Regions from separate parts of the Triticum aestivum genome. Here region 2 is linked to region 1. Evidence: chromatin contacts called from public HiCAR-type data. All regions are on one chromosome and are shown on one strand. Each heading gives the region's core, a stretch centred on a gene start, on an enhancer-like site or on the middle of the called end of the contact. The rest is flanking DNA. Distances are from core to core; before and after follow the strand shown. Region 1 holds the start of LOC123147663 (malate dehydrogenase, mitochondrial). Region 2 holds the start of LOC123147692.

What was found. HiCAR-type assays count read pairs that join an accessible place to other places.
Region 2: a contact with region 1 is called in a HiCAR-type map of leaf, with 4 times the contacts expected there. The contact joins the promoter of LOC123147692 here to the promoter of LOC123147663 in region 1. A contact is called at or near these places in 1 of 5 Hi-C or Micro-C datasets (leaf) and 1 of 1 datasets of contacts at active chromatin or transcription factors (leaf).

What each region holds. Positions count from the first base shown.
Region 1 is chr1B:672,850,985-672,853,543 of IWGSC CS RefSeq v2.1, forward strand. LOC123147663 (malate dehydrogenase, mitochondrial) reads left to right here and starts at 1,290. Exons shown (of 7, transcript XM_044566933.1): 1 at 1,290-1,710; 2 at 1,820-1,993. The coding sequence starts at 1,474.
Region 2 is chr1B:673,321,689-673,324,247 of IWGSC CS RefSeq v2.1, forward strand. It overlaps LOC123147692, which reads left to right and starts at 1,281. Exons shown (of 9, transcript XR_006473397.1): 1 at 1,281-1,504.

The sequences.
Region 1 (2,559 bases), core at 40-2,539:
CCCGACTCGAGGAGCTGGCATTGGGGACCTCGTCGGCGAGAGATTGCTGTTCGTCCAGACTAAGCGGAAGGGAAGATGATGCCGATGCGACGAAGATGCCGGCACGAATGCCACCACGCATATGAAAAGGACCCTTTGGCACAGCTGCTTCGCGCGCCTCGTCTTCCTCATCGTGGACGCAGGCACATCCCCTGCTATGGCCTTGCTGAAGTCAGCCGCCGCATGTCCCTCTTTCCCTTGCAAAACCACGACCTTCCCTCTGTTCTGCCGTTAGACGCCGGGCCACGCCGATGCACCCCGTGAGGCCGTGACCTTCTTTTCTTGTCCTCTCCGTATAGTTGATGCCAAGGCGAGCTCTATAGAGTGCGCTAGCGCCGCCACGGTGCGCCCATGCACACAGCTGCAGCACCACGTCCGTAGTCTCGCATCCACCAGCGCCGCGCTACTATAGCGCCGCCGCACACACAGGACACCCCGAGAAGAGAAAGAGCCCTCCATTGTGCTCGTCGACGTTGTCGCAGATACTGAAAAATTCGCATGCCTGTGGTCGCCCTCGCCGCGCGTGCCGGCGTCCGTAAAGCTGCAGTGGGAGGCGGCCATGACGACCTGCTCAAGCCAGCGCGGGGTCAAGAGTAAGGAGAACGGCGGGTGGGATGAGAGCGTGCGCTCACAAGAGTGCCATGGCGCGCGCGTGCGTGCGTGTTACACTATGTCAACCCAGCCAGCGACGAGTGCGATGTTCAAGATGGGTATAGGAAGTGGATGGAGGGGCAGTGTGGATGCTCCGGCGGAGAGCTATGCACGCTCGCTAATGGCCAGGTCGATGACGTTTGCCACGATGCGCGGCTCATCTCTTCCGGCTGCATCTGCCCCCGTCAATGTGTAGCTTGTTAACTCGCCCCCACCTCCCCAGGAGCATCTACCCTATTGCCATTGATTGAGAAGAGAGGAAAGGGAACATGATTGTGCCTTTCCCGGTGCGCCAAACATATCTAGGGTTAGAATAGACCGGGATTGGAACATTCAGGGTATCAACTTGCGGGATTTAGAGGTGAGCGTCGACGTCTACAACCTCAGGGTTTACTTCAGACTCCACTCATTTCAAGATGATGCCGGTCAGTCTTTCGGAGATGCTAACAAGGGTGTGTGCGTTCGTAGGGATGAGTGTATGCACGTGTGCTCGCGCTGGATGCCATCGTGCAGGTCGCTCGCTGTGAACAAGTGGTGCGCAGGTGGTACAACCACACTCGTGCGGTCGTGCCTCGGCCAGCAAAACCCACCACCACACCCACACGGGTGAATCGAAACAAAGCGTCGCATCGGCGGTGACGGCGAAACTTTGGATCCCATCCACCCCTTCTCCGCTCCTCTTTAAAGCCGCCGCCCGTCCCCCTCTGCGTTCCACCGCACTACCGCCAGCGCAGCGACACCAGAGCTCGTTCGATAGCTTAGAGCGGAGGCGAGGAGGAGGAGATGAGGATGTCGCTGCTGAGATCCGCGTCGCAGCACCTGCGCCGCCGCCGCGGCTACTCGTCGACGCCCGCGCAGCCGGAGCGGAAGGTGGCCATCCTCGGCGCGGCGGGCGGCATCGGCCAGCCGCTGGCGCTGCTCATGAAGCTCAACCCGCTCGTCTCCTCCCTCTCCCTCTACGACATCGCCGCCACGCCCGGCGTCGCCGCCGACGTATCCCACATCAACACCCGCGCCCTGGTACGTCCGCCCCTACCCCGTCTCCCTCCCTTCCCCGCCGGCTAGCTCCAGTTCGGCCGGCTGGATCTGTGCGCTAATCTGCTTCGTGGCTCCGCAAATCCGTCTGCAGGTGAAGGGGTTCGTCGGGGACGACCAGCTCGGGGAGGCGCTGGAGGGCGCCGACCTCGTCATCATCCCCGCCGGGGTGCCCCGCAAGCCCGGCATGACCAGGGACGACCTCTTCAAGATCAACGCAGGGATCGTCAAGGGCCTCTGCACCGCCATCGCCACGCACTGCCCCAACGTAAGCCCCCTTATCACCCACTCTGCCGCCATGTCGCTCTAGATCTGCAGTTCAGCGGATGCCACACAGCTAGATTTGGTTGCCAGATGCGGCAATCCAGCGTTTCCCTGCTCGGAATTGCTTCTACTACTTGCTGACGGTTGTAGTATGTATGTTTTCCGTTCATTTCTGATCTGGGGCGTAGGGACGGAGCAGCCGAATTGTTGCATAGGATTGCTCTGTACTAGTAGTCCAGAACAGTCGTTTGCCTAAAATGAACCCAACTGCCACAGCCAAGTCAGGTGTTACTTTCCTGCCCCAAATCTGTAGGCTGCTTCTAGTAGGAGGCACACTTGGTTCAGACCTCGTTTTACAAGTTTAAAACAATGGTTTGCTCCAAATGAATCGAATTGCCACTGCCAGTCGGCTGTATGCTTTGCATTCAGCGATGATCTGGGGGAGAGCAGTCACGTAATAGTCGCATCATAGGATGACTGCCACTGTGTTTGCCCAAAATTGAGCCCAACTGCCACTACCAAGTCAGGTGTTTCTTTTCTGCCTCAGTGTTTAGACTGTTTCTGCTTCAG
Region 2 (2,559 bases), core at 31-2,530, 470 kb after region 1:
GCTAATACACACAACAGTGGCGGGTAGAGATTATAGTTGTGGCGGGCCATAACTTTTTCCCGCCACTACGGCACTACCATAGTAGCGGTGGCAGGAGGTCAGTGGCGGACGATCCTGAGAGCCTGGCCCGTCACTACTAGGCTTTTTGCACCCGCCACTGTTGGGCATTCCTGTAGTAATGATATCCTACCTAATATGAATGTGTAATTAATTTCTTCCCAAATATTAACGTGCATTGCACATACACATGTACTAGTTGAAGTTTAGTGACAGATAGTTGAAATTCAGTGACGGATAATAATTTGATATCATTGCGGTGGGAAAACCGACCCGATTTTCTGCGCCCGACCGGGGCAGAAGGTGGGAGTGTGGAGGCGTGTCTTCGGCGGATCTGCCTTTGGTGGATTCGCTCGAATCTGTTCGTCATTCGTCTACGTTCATGTGTCTTCAGGTTGTATCCTTCCGACTTACGCTACTCTTCAGCGGTGGTGGTTGTTGTTCTGATGCGCTTGTCCTATGGGGCCTTAGCACGATGACTTCCCGACTGCCTACTACAACAAGCTTTGCCCGGCTCCGGTGAGGGAGGGACGATGAGGTGGCGCGCCTTCAGCTTGCTTGAGTGTTTGTAGTTGTCGCTAGATGCTCTATGAATCTGAATGTAATTTTTATTATTTCTGGTGTTCATTGTACTGCCATGATTGAAGATAAATAGTTTGGATGTTTTACCGCCAAAAGAAAAAGATCATTCACAGCGAGTGATTATTGCAGTTTTACGTGTCCCTATTCCTTAATGTCTATTTAGTGCATTTTTCAAGCTTCAGCGAACGGCAACCAAGCGAAAGAAAAAACAAAAACAATACGATTTTCAATGTATTTTGTTTTTTACATATTATTTCTTTTTTTGCGGGGGATTTTACATATTATTTCGTGTCGTGTTGTCATTTAATTGTATTATCTTGTTAACTACTTCAGCTTGGGACAAATTTTTCAGACAGAGGGAGTATAAGATACGAGATGCCCTTTTGAGTATCTTCTAAAAAAAAGTGTAAGAGCATTCGAATAACATGTTTTTTTAAGCGAGACAAGATTAATGTATGTTTCTGTAAAAATAATAATTAACACAAAGGCTGTACAATCTGCTCCCTAAGAAATCGCAGTGCGTGGGCTCTAATGGGCTCGAATCGCCTTGGCACGGGCCCTGGAGGAAGAGCATTGGCCCATTAAGAAAAATCACTGTCTTTGCTAAAAACAAATCATTATTCTTTTTTTTTTCACTCTCGTCAGTGGACAGAGTTAACCGGAGAGGAAAAAGGGAACACGAAACCACCGTGGCTGCAATGGCGTCGCCCGCTCCCGCGAAGCCCGTCGCTCTCCGGCGGCCGCCGGTCCCAATCCGCGGCGGGTTCTGCCCGGCGCGTCCGTCCATGGCTGCGGCGGCAGGCCGGTTCAGAGTCTCGGCCTCCGCTTCCGCGTCGGACGTGCCCGACTTCCTCTCCTCCGACTGGTCGGTACCCCCGTCCCGTACTACTAGCTTCGATTGCCCTGTCGTGTTTCGTTCCTGGCTCTGGATACACACGCATGCCAGACTCTATGTCGATTGGATTACCTGGTAGCAGACCGGGGGGATTTTGGGTAGCTTAGCCAGGCAGAGAATTTGGGCAGTGGGCATTTCTTGGGATTTGATGTCCCTGTCCTCTCATCTAGCATCTATAATGGGGTACTATATGCTTAGAATTTTAGCATGGAAGAAGGAGCACTGTTTCCATTAGGATATATGACTCGGGATCAGATCAAAATTAGAAGAAGAAAAACTGCCATTTTCTAGCCAGATTGTGTATTCAGAATTTCAGATGCATATCTTGACTCAGTTCTGTATGCCACTAGAAATCATCGACTTGTTATTCTTATCGACGATGACAAAAATCACCTCCGTCCCCGCAGTGGTAGTGTGCAGGCTTGACAAAGGCCATTAGAGGTCAGATTAAATGGACTGCTATTTTCATGGTTTGATAAAGCCAAGTAGCCAACTATCAAGTCCTCATCCTTCATTTTTGTCACAACAAAGAGTACTAGATGGATCTAACTGACACCAATGCCGCGATTTGGTGTTCTATCAAACGACGACATACCATATTAGTTATGCCAGAGCCCAGAGTTCATTTTCACCATTCAGCTACTAAAACAGTCCTGCTTCTGTTGCCTTTTCTTTTCTGGGGCTGTAATGTTAAACTGATACTCTAGTTGGCCGTTTGGGGCTTCACTGATTTATAAAGCCAGGAAGATGCCTTTCATGTAAAAAAGAGTAACAGCCTTAGCTGTAGATAGTACAGGCATGGGCGCAAGAGTGCCGGGCATCATGCCAGCTATTCAGTCAGTTGGATTTGCTTGAGTAAACATAACAACACCATGACAGTTAGACCTGAGAAGCATGTTATGTACTGGTTCTGTGGGTCTGCAGAAGTAGGGAGGGATGTGGTTGAGAGGAGGAGGGCATCTGGGGTCCTTCTCTTGGTGTGGCACAGGGAAGCACAACTCTTCAATCCCCTTATGCTGAGGGCA